Linked DNA regions of Mus musculus: region 2 is linked to region 1. Evidence: chromatin contacts called from public promoter capture Hi-C data. All regions are on one chromosome and are shown on one strand. The core of a region is the stretch at or near the end of the contact, and the rest is flanking DNA. Distances in the headings are between cores, read along the strand shown.

Region 1 (5,911 bases), core at 178-2,677:
GCGTCCCCAGTATGGTCTGACTCAGATCTGATCACTCTGCTGTCTCCTATTCTACCCACCCGTGGATGCTGGGTCTCAAACACACACAGATGTCACACAGGGTTGTAACTTTGAAAGGGCTGTATTACAGGGAAGCTATGAGAGCAGGTCGTGGGGTCATCTTGCCTCCTGGCTCTTGGAGCTACAGCAATTCCCAAGGCCAGGCTGGGTAGACAGAGCCTCAAGGCATCAATAGCACCTGTAACAGAAACATGAATTCCCAACAGGGGGTGTCCGGACAGAGATTGTCCCGTGTGGGAAGGTCTGAGGAGGGGTTCAAGGCTCCAGGTTGAGGAGCTTGGGGTCAGGCATTTTTTTTTTGAGGGATTCCGCTGAGCTGACTTGGGGTGTTGTTACAGTGAAACAGAGGATACCCGAGGTCTGTGGGTCTTGGGACGATTGCTGGACCTGGGGACCACTAGGAATGAGCCTGGGAGGTCTACAAATGGTTTCAGGATTTGGGGCTAATCTAAACAAAGTGGGTGGGGGTGGAGGGTTAGACCAGACTGACTCTTCAAGATTTGGGCCTGGGGTCTCGAGGCCTGAGAGGTTTTTAAGTCTCAGAGTTGGATCTAGGGGCTTTCGAATGTAATGAGGCAGGGCTGGCTTAGGGGTCTAAGGACCCCAGAGGAGCCAGTGACCCCCTCATTCTTAGGCCAGGAAACCTCATGCAAGTGCAGAATTAGGGCGGCGCTGAGTGGAAGGGTTTCTAGAATGGAGGCACAAGTTGGTTGGCATTGTTGACTTCCTGGTATGGGGAGCCTAGAGTTTGTCTAAGAGCCTAGGGGTGGTGGTGAGGGCCATAAGATAGAAGATGACAGGATTAGTCTAGGGGGTGCACTCAGAGATGGGACCTCCAGGAACAGTTTCTAAGGAGAAATCTACTTTTCTTAGTATGAATCTGGGGGTCTCTGGATTCTGTGGGAGCGAGCCTTGGGTTTGGGTGGTGGGATTGGGTAGGTACTCACTTGCAGTAGAGGGCAGAGATGGAGTCGGACCAGTCTCCAAAGATGCCTTTGCGGTACTCTTCCAGGCGAGGGTAAGAACCCGCGGTGAACTTGCGGGTCTTGCCATGCTTACCGGGGAGAGACCACACAGTGATCTCACAGCGCTGGCCCACTACCAGAGACGATGCAGTGTTAGACCAGCCCGAGGGCAGATAGGGCAGGTCAGTACCTGGCTCCACAGACAACACGGGCCCCTGGCAGCAGTTGTCATAGTATGGATCACTCTTCTCATAGAGTCTGGCGCACGTACGCGTCCCATCTGACTTCTTCAGGTCTGCGGGCACCGGGCAATTGCCATGGGCACCAGGGACAGCCACCAGGGCTAAAGCCAGCAGCAGTGGGCACAGCAGGGACATGGTGACAATGAACCATGAGAGGTCTGAGGTGCACTTATGACCCATGGGAAGAGAGAATATATGAGATAAAGACAAGGGAGGAATGAGGACACACCCCCTGTCCTTGGCGCTCACTGGAATGAGGACACGCCCCCTGTCCTTGGCACCAGAGACCTACCTGAGCAGTGTGGAAAACATCACACCACTGAATAGTAAATACAAGATGGGGATAAAACCCTAACGCCTTGGACTGGTTAAAGACAGTCTAGGGGTTGGAGATAAGGCTCAGAGTGTTTGCCTAGCACTCGTAAAACCTGGGATTTGATCCCTTGCCATTGTTTACAGAGTAGCTGTGGTGGGGGAAAGCAATGAGGAAGTAGAGGCAGGGGGATCAGGAGCTCAAGGTTATCTTTGGCTACAAAGCAAATAGGAGTCAAAGCCCTGGGGATGTATTTGGGATCCTGGGTGAATGGGGGATAGATAGATAGATAGATAGATAGATGATAGATAGATAGATAGATAGATAGATAGATAGATAGATAGATAGATAGATAGAAAGGAGATGATTCCGAGTTCATATCCTTGAAGAGGGCCATGATCCAGGAGACTCATCACTTTGGGCGTCTATGGGCACCTTACAATCACATGCACGCACACCCACAGAGACATGCATGTTCACACATAATTAAAAAATAAATTAAAGGTTTTAAATGGGAAAAGTCAGGACTGGAGAGATGGCTCAGCAGGGAAACCTGAGTTCTGAGCCCCAGCACCCATGGGAATGTGGCACTTATAACACCAGCACTGCAGGGGGCAGAGGCAGGAGGATGGCTGAGACTTGCTGACTGGCAGCCTAGCTCCAGGTTCAGTGAGAGACCTCGTCTCTTGACATTACTTTGTTGATGGATCAGAATAGATAGATCAGCCCTCCTGTGGCCTTTGTGTACACATGCACATTAATGCATATATCTCACACGTGTGTGCATATGCCACACACGGACACATGGACACATAAAAAGGGAAGAGAAAGATAAAAGGGAAAGGCTGAAAAAGTCGGCACAGACCTCAAATCCCAGCACTGAGGAACCTGAGGTAGGAGAAGAAGCTGTGGGCCAGCTTGGGCTACAGAGTGAGACTGTTTGTACAACTGAAAGGGCTGGGGATATTAACTTAACTAAATAAGTACTTGGTGAATTAAAAAGGGTTCCCAAAATCTAGATGTAGCTATGCTATACGGAGTGTTTACAAATGGACGAAGAGATGAGCTTCCTCTTCCCCACCCCTCCCTCCACCCAAAAGCACAGGCAGGGGAGAGGACAGGGGCGTGGCGTCCACCCTCTCCCTTACCTCAAGAGCTGGAGTTCTGTTTGTGTGTGGTTCTGGGTATAGAACCCACAGCCTCCAGCCACACCTGGAGGCTTTCTCCCCTCCTTCTCTCCTTCCTCCTCTTCCTCCTCCTCCTCCTTCTCCTCTTCCTCCTCCTTCTTTTTTTACCTTCTCCTCTTATTTTAGTTTTCTGAGGTAGGGTCTCAATATATAGCTGTGACCCGTCCAGCAGGTCCAGTTATTCGAGGGTCTCGAGGGGACCTTCTCCTAAGAACCAAATGGTGGGTAGAGAGAGACGAGGGTCTGGTGCGAATAACGACCCGGAAATGTTCTGAATTGCATCAAGACCCCACTGTATTGAGAAAGGCCCAAGGCTTAAATGCACAAGCAAAAGGGGAAGTGCCTTTCAGCAGGAAGGATGGGGCAATAGAATTGTACAAGGAAAAGGGGAAGTACAGGTACTTATCAGTGGGAGGGGTGGGGCAATAGAATTGCACATTCTTTAGGCAGTTACACCTGGAAGCAGGAACTTGGCGGTATCAGGGTGTGGTCAGGACATCTGCGATGATTTAGGGCTGGAACCTTCTGTGGTTGTTCTCAGAGCAGTGTGTCGGTGGCCCGCTTTTGACCCTCTTTTCTTCTGGGGTGGGGGGAGGGAGAGGCCCAATTTAGAGATCAGGACAATAGCGTTGCCTTAATAGCTCCCAACATAGCTGGCCTTAAACTTACAGCCATCCTCCTGTCTCAGCCTCCCTAGTGCTGCATTATAGACATGCACCCCACACAGTCTCTTCGCCTGGGAAATGGACAGTGCTTTTCTCCAATGCTGTTTGTTGGATTGTAATGGTGACAGTGGATGGCTGACAGTGTGTTTCGGTGCCTGGGATGGAAGTCAGTGATGGAGGATGAGCCTTGCATGTGTGAGGGACTCATCTCTAGCGCCACCATGTATGCAGAGGCAGGCGGGTTTCTGAGTTCGAGGCCAGCCTGGTCTACAGAGTGAGTTCCAGGACAGCCAGGGCTACACAGAGAAACTCTGTCTCAGAAAAAAACCAAACCAAACCAAACCAAGCCAAACCAAACCAAAAGCCTGCAATATGTGGCCCGGAGTTCAAATCCCAGCACCAGTGCAGATGGCCAGGCACACCCGCAGAGCTTTTAATCCAGTGCCGGGAAAGGCAGAGCTCCTGCTCCCCAGTAGGCACAACAGCTGATCTGGCGGCCTCCAGGTCCCAGGGAGACCCGGTCTCAAAGATAAGTGGACAGAGGCTGGAAGAATGGCTCAGCAGTTAAGAGCACTGCCAGAGAGAGGAGCAGGCCTCAGTTTCCAGAGCCCACGTAATGGCTTAGAGCTGCTTATAACTCCAGTTCCAGTGGACCCAACCCTTTCTTCCGGGCTTCACGGCATTAGACACCTAGGTGGCACACTCGTACATGTAGAGCAAAAATGATTTACATTGTTTAATAGCAAAAACAAGTGGAGAGCTGAATGGTGGAGTTCACCTTTAATCCCAGGACCCAGGAGGCCGAGGCAAGTGGAGATCTGTGAGTCTGAGGCTAGCCTGGTCTAACAAGTTCTAGGCAGCCACCCAGGGCTACGTAATGAGATACTTTCTTTTAAAGCAAAAGTAAGAACCAAACAAATAAAAACAAAAAGCGTAAAGGGTGACTGAGGAAGGCACTGGATGGTGACCTCTGAACTCTAACACGAACACATGCACGCTCGCACGCATGCGCACTTGAATACGCACACACACTACATAGATCCACATAACTACATACAGGTGGAAGGAGAAGCGCCAGTTTCACAACTTTCTCCTGTTACCTCCTCATGCCTCTCCCTACCTCATGTACATGCAAACAGTAGCAATAAATATAATTTTAATGAAGCCAAACATGTAACACAATTGCCTACGGAGCAAAACTGCCTGTATCCAGACCCTGTCTCCTTCATGGCCCTGCACCTCGCAGTAATAAGGTCACAGGCTTGCACCGGGACCCCTGTCCTCACGCACGCAAGGCAAGCCCTTTACCCACTGAGCCATCTCCCCAGCTCGGGAGCTTAGATCTGGCCTCTGCTGTGTACTTTCTGAGTGACTTTGGGCAGAGACAGGTAATCTTTCTGAGCCTCAGTTTCTTCTTGGCCTCTGAAATCATAGATGATCATATTAATCAATGATGTCATTTATAATGACTCTAAACCATTACAAACAATCCACGTCATTGTTATTTATCAATGCACTACAAATACCTAACAGAAAATATGGGATAAATACGAAATTGTATGTATAAATGTGCAGGGCCTGAGTCCGGGACCTGCCGGTCAGCTGGAGGTCAGTGCCATTCTTAGCGTGAGCCTGAGAGCCTGGCCCTGCCCCAGAGCACACACAGATCTGGATTCCTCCTCCTCATCTCATGATTCATGGAATCTAATCTCCAACTGTTAACTTCCCAGAGCACTTCCTGGGCTTCAGGGTCATGGAGGCCCCACTCTTGGCTCTATGGACATGGAGCCAAAGACACCAAAGTGTGGGACAGTCACCTACATCTGCATCCACCCAGAAGGGTCCCAGGAACATAAGACACGCTGGGTAGGGAGACCTGGAAAGGGACAAGAACATGATTTATACCACACACGGTCTTAGGAATCACAGAAAAGGCCATGGCACAGCAAGCACCCAACCCTACACACATGCAGGGAGAGGAACAGAGGCTGGTCACTGGTCTGTGGCGCTTCTGTTATTGCTGTCTTTCTCTTTGTGCTGTGCAGGATCACAGATGTGTTAGGCAAGCACTCTACCACTAGGCCACGTCCCCCAGCCCCTCACTGGGGGATTCTAGGCTGGGGCTCTACCACCAGGCCACGCCCCCAGCCCCTCACTGGGGGATTCTAGGCTGGGGCTCTACCACCAGGCCACGCCCCCAGCCCCTCACTGGGGGATTCTAGGCAGGGGCTCTACTACCAGGCCACACCCCCAACCCCTCACTGGGGAATTCTAGGCAGGAGCTCTACCACTGAGCCACGCCCCCAGTACCTCCCTGGGGGATTCTAGGCAGGGGCTCTACCACTGAGCCTCTCCCCCAGCCCCTTAGTGGGGGATTCTAGGCAAGGGCTCTCTACCACCAGGCTATGCCCCCAGCCCCTCACTGGGGGATTCTAGGCAGGAGCTCTACCACTGAGCCACACCCCCAGCTCCTCACTGG
Region 2 (5,626 bases), core at 846-3,345, 420 kb before region 1:
GCTACACTGTGAATTAGTGGCCCGCCTGGGCTACAGGCCCTGTTTTGTTTTGTTTTGTTTTTAAAGCTTTTATTTATTTATTTTTTATATATATGACGAGTACACTGTAGCTGTCTTCAGAGACACCAGAAGAAGGCATCAGATCCTATTACAGATGGTTGTGAGCCACCATGTGGTTGCTGGGAATTGAACTCAGGACCTCTGGAAGAGCAGTCAATGCTCTTAACGGCTGAGCCATCTCTCCAGCCCCTCTTTTTTCTTTTTTTAAACAGTTCCTTTTTCTTTCTTTCTTTCTTTTTTTTGTTTTTTTGTTTGTTTGTTTTTGTTTTTGTTTTTCGAGACAGGGTTTCTCTGTAGAGCCCTGGCTGTCCTGGAACTCACTCTGTAGACCAGGCTGGCCTCCAACTCATAAATTCATCTGCCTCTGCCTCCCAAGTGCTGGGATTCAAGGTGTGCACCACCATGCCCAGCTCAGGCCCTGTTTCAAACAAAACCAAACCAACAGCTCCAAATGCTTCAGTTGTTAAGGAGTTTGCAACCGAGCCGGTCAACCTGAGTCTGACCCCTAGGACCCCAGGTGGTAGAAGCACAGATGAGCTCTGACCAGCACACATGACATGGGCACCCCTGACCCACACAATAAATACATGTAAATTTCAAAGAAATCAAACCCAAAGGCTGGAGGCAGAAGAGTGGGGGTGGCAGGAAGAAGGCTTGGAATGGTGGCTGCTGGCTGCCTCTTTGTAAGAAGCCCTATAAGGGAGGATTAAGGTTTCCTGAGCAGCTGGAAGCAGGAAGTCACCTTTCAAGATGGAGATGGCCCCTCTGGTTATCAGATGGCCTTCAATGAGGCACTATTATTATTCCGTGTGTGTTTCTTTTCTCCTCTACCTACCCCCACTTCCCCCTCTGAGACTGGGTTTTTCTGGCTATCCTAGAACTCACTCTGTCTATCAGGCTGGCCTCAAACTCAGTGCTCTGCCTGCTTTTGCCTCCTGAGTGCTGGGATTAATACACCACCATGCCTGGTTTCCATAATTCTTATTGTTGCCCATCTCTCCTACAAAGTTAGTCGTTTGATAACTGACCTGGCTTACCATGCTGTCCGTAGTTGGAAAGTGGCTGCATGTAGTAGGTGCATAGTATTTGCTGCGAGAATGAAGATAGACAAGTCCAAAAGGACCCCTTGCCTTCCCTGCTAACTAGCTATCCCAGTCCAATCTAACTCGACGTATCTTTGAAAGAGTTTCTTTAAATATCTACCTTTTCCCTTTTCCCAGAAGACTTTACAAATCCAGCCCATTCTAGAGTTTCTTTTCTTTTCTTTTTTTAAGACAGGGTCCTCATGTAGCCCACACTAGATTCAAACTCGCTGTGTACTAAGTAAGTCTGGCCTTGAACCCTCCTGTCCACACCTCCAGTTGGGATCTAAGGTATGTGTCACCATGCCCAGTTATTTGTTTGCTTGTTTGTTTCGAGACAGGGTTTCTCTGTGGAGCCCTGGCTGTCTTGGAACTCACTCTGTAGACCAGGCTGGCCTCGAACTCAGAAATCCACCTGCTTCTGCCTCTAAGTGCTGGGATGAAAGGCGTGCGCCAACACTGTCCGGCCCACCATGCCCAGTTTTAAGCTCGATTATTTATTTAATTTAAGACTGGTCTTCCTGTGTAACCCAAGCTCCAACATGTTATCTGTCGTTCAGTCTCTGCGGCCTGAGAACAGAGATCCCACGTTCCATCGTGCAAGGTTTATAGTATATAGTTTCGAAAGGGTGGGGACTTTTCCTGACTTCTTTAATGCCAAGGCAGAAAACACGGTCTCACACATAGCAGGCAGCCAAATAAATCTTGATTATGTCTGAATGGCTGAATGGGAACACATTCCACCCCGAAACAGGTTAAAGCCGGATGAGGAGCCCCGCCTTATGAATCATTCATGACTTGGGCCCCGCCCACACGGGGTGACGCGCGCGTTCCCGCTAGAAGCGCCTGGGCTCCCACGCTGGGCGGGCAGCCGGAGGTGCGTTCTGCGCCGGCGCCGAGAGCCCGGGGCCTCCTCAGGTGCGCGCGCGCGGGAGGGCGGCGGCGGCAGCGCAGTGCGCAGGCGCGGCAAGTGAACTGCGCAGGCGTCAGTCTTGGGCGGGCTGAAAGCAGCTGAAGCGGCGGCCGAGTCGGAGCCTCCGGCACAGGGGCGGGAGCTGAGGCGGTAGCGGACCGGCTGGCGGGCTAGCGAAAGGCGGCGGAATGGTGGACTACCACGCAGCGAACCAGGCGTACCAGTACGGCCCGAACAGCGGCGGCGGCAATGGCGCGGGTGGCGGCGGAAGCATGGGCGACTACATGGCCCAGGAGGATGACTGGGACCGGGACCTGCTGTTGGACCCGGCCTGGGAGAAGCAGCAGCGCAAGGTGCGCGGCCCGTGACCCGGGCTGGGTGGCGTCCTGCGCGTGGCGGGGAGGCCTGGAGGAGGGTCCTGGGAGACAATTGGCGGGTTCGGGAACGGGTTTGCAGTCCCGGAGAGGGATTACAGAGCTTAAGGAAGCAATTGGGAATCTGGAGGGGGAGGGGGGAAGTGGCGGCCAGGTAGGAGACACGGGGAACTGGGACAAACGAGATGATGATTCGGGAGGTTGCAATGGAACTAGGTTTTAAGGCGAGATTGTTGGATCAGAGGAAGCATTGATGGGGCCCAGGCAAGCAATGGGGTCCAGGAAGGGAATTGGTGAGCCTGGATAGTATTTGGTTTGGGAATCCTAGTATGGAGGAGATAGTCTGGAGTGCAGAGAGTCTGAAGAAGAGATTGGAATTGCAGGAAGCCTTAGTGTGTGTGTGTGTGTGTGTGTGTGTGTGTTGGGGGGTGGTTCTAGAAGAGATGAAGAATCAGGAAAGGTAAAAAGGGGGCACTAAGGAGAGGATTGTGGAATCCTGAGACAGGGAGGGGGGCCTGCATGGGCTAGGGTGTGTGGTGAGTAGGTGTTAAGATGGTCTGATGGGACTAGGGGTCTGAGAAGGTAGGTGTTCAGGACAGAAGTTAGGGGCCTAGGAACAAAAAAGATGTTTGTGTGAGGAGGGTGAGATTTATTGAGGGCGCCTTGCTGTAAAAAGAAAAGGATAGGGGCGTAATTAGAATTGATGGGGAGACCCAAAAGAGTGTGGGTGCTTTGAAGAAGGGAGAGGTAGTGAAACAGTTAAGGTTCCAGGTTCACGGGGAAATAGTTCAACAGTGAGAATAGTGGAAGACAGTAGGAGCAGGGATGGAGGATAATGGGAGGGGGTTAGTTTGGGAAAATGGAAGTCTGATTAGGAATGCCTGATTAAAAGACTTGGGGGTTCATTGAGTGAGGAAGAAATGAGTGTTCTGGGAGAGTAGTGTCTTTTGATGGGGAGGGTAGGTGAAGGGGTATTAAAATAGTATTTCCTGATGGTATTTAGGAGTGTGGGGGCGATGCTAAAGGGAAGCCACAGTATGGAGTGGAGGTCAGAGTAGGAGGCCAGGAGTGGAGATGTGTTGGGTGGTTGAGAGGGAAGCTAGGAGTGATGGGAGAGAGGGTGTGAGTGTATGCAGAAAGAGCTAAAGAAGGGTGTGTTGAGTGGGTGAGAATGTGGGGGATGGTTCGCAAGAGTGTGAGGAGAGTGGGAAATTAAAATTGAAGTTAGAAGCTACTTCATGCTTTCTAGAGGTTGAGACTTTTTTGTAACTTACTGATGGGCACTGTGACTTCAGGACAAGACCCTTGCTCTCAGGGCGATCAGGAATGTGCTTTTGGTGACTCTGCAGACGGGATGTGCGTGGAGTTGGGACTTTGGGAGTTGGGAGCGGGGCCCTGAGGGTGTGGGAGAGAGCCGGTTTGATGACATTTACCAGATGCCCCCCCCCGGGGGGGGGCAGGGAAGTTGCTATATGGCTGGGTCCAGTCACCCAGTCTGGAGGGTCAATGGTGGGAGAAGCTGCAGTGCCTGGAAAGCCTGAGGTGGGACCTGGTGTAACTGTGGCCCAGTCGGACTGTCAGCTTGTATGCTGTCTGCAGTCACTAGGGGGGTGGAAGTCTGCAGTGTGTAAAATAGCTGAGGAGTGGTAGCTGGGGAATGAGTGCATTTTGAAAGGCAGGGGAGATCTAGTCTGGATCTCAACAATTATTTATTGCCTGAGGCCTTGAGAGGAAAAGGTTGAAAGTTGCCAAAAGACTTGGAAAGTTGGAAGGAAACGGGTCACAGCGTCCGCTTTGAGAATGTCTTGGATCTTTCTTTTCTAATGTTTAGGGAACTGTGCAGTGCCCCCCCCCCCCCCTTTCCTTAGATAACTGGAGTAGGGGTCATCCTCCTTTCACAAATACCAACCTCTGGTGCCTCCTTTTTTTTTAGCCCCTCTCTTTAGGGTGGTGAGGTTGGTGTGCATTCAGACCCTAGGCAGAACCAGGACTCACCAGAATCCCCATGGCTGCCTGTGTCACTTTCCCCTGCTCCTTCCTGGTTCCCTTCCTTCCCAGCCAGGAAAGGTTGAGAACAGGATGGCTCACAGTGTTCTCTAACGTTGCTTCAGCGGCTCTGAAAAGGCCCTGCTCTAGTATGCTTGCTTTATAACCTACTCCAGCAAATATTTACACTTAGCTGTTCTTTAGGAGAAAAGAATTGCTTCACCTCTCCACCCTGTCCTGCATAACTAAGCTCTCTGGTGCCGTGGGGTTAGGAGTTATGAAAGGAATATACCAGCCAGTGCTTTTTATCTCTCATACAAGAGCTCTCAGCCAAACCCCCAACAGGATCGCTAGGACTTTTCTGTTTTGTTTTATGACTGGGCCTTATCCCACGTACCAGAACAACTTCTGTAAATGTGAATGACAGGCCTTTCTTGCCTCTCCAAGGCATATAGATAACTCCCACCACAGGGACAGTGATAGTCTCGTATGTACCTGTTCACACATTCAAATTCTGTGGCCAGAACAGCTGAAGCAGGGGCTGGCTCAAGTCAAGAGTCTGTCTCTTACCTGAAAGCCCTTCACTCTGAATTCTAGGCACCCCTATACCCAAGACATTATCCATAAGGAAGTTATGCAGCAGGTGTTTCACAGGGCAGCCTTGAACATTTGTGGGAGGACAGGGGACTGAGCTAGTTTTCAAAAATTATTATTGTGTCGTTTTAGTCTGGGTTTATGTTCAGGTTTTCCAGAGTCCTGGGCTCAGGTGATCCATGTGCCTCAGCCTCCCCGAGTACTACATGGAACTACAGGCCTATAAAAAATTCTTGAGCAATTGAGTCCTAGTTCTCTTCCCTAGTTTGTCCCATCCAAGTGCTAACCAATCAGACCTAACCCTTAGGATAGTGTGACTGAAGAGTACTTTCCTAAAGTGACTTCTGTAACATCTCTTGTGGAAGGGTGAGAGTTGTCCCCAAAGATCTCACAGCAAGAGGAAATGCCTTGTTCTGAGCTTGAGTGTTCATTAGCACGCCATTGTTTGCAGACCTGAGTTTAGACCCTGACCTTTGGCTCAGGCAGTATTAAATGTGAGTTAATTATTTGAAAGCTCTGATAGTGTTTTGATTTTCTGTAAGCCATTCCTCCCCCCACCCCCATTTTTCTTTTCTCCTTTTTTTCTTCCCCTCCTCCACCCCCATTTTTCTTTTGGA

Evidence for each region. Capture Hi-C pulls out chosen DNA fragments and counts their contacts.
Region 2: a contact with region 1 is called in a promoter capture Hi-C map of liver. The contact joins the promoter of Actn4 here to the promoter of Sycn in region 1. A contact is called at or near these places in 2 of 115 datasets of contacts at active chromatin or transcription factors (embryonic stem cells and pancreatic cancer cells) and 1 of 9 other capture datasets (liver).

What each region holds. Positions count from the first base shown.
Region 1 is chr7:28,536,401-28,542,311 of GRCm38.p6, reverse strand. It overlaps Sycn (syncollin), which reads right to left and starts at 1,427. Exons shown (of 2, transcript NM_026716.3): 1 at 1,008-1,427; 2 at 102-238. The coding sequence starts at 1,402. The coding sequence ends at 229.
Region 2 is chr7:28,958,801-28,964,426 of GRCm38.p6, reverse strand. It overlaps Actn4 (actinin alpha 4), which reads left to right and starts at 2,095. Exons shown (of 21, transcript NM_021895.3): 1 at 2,095-2,408. The coding sequence starts at 2,244.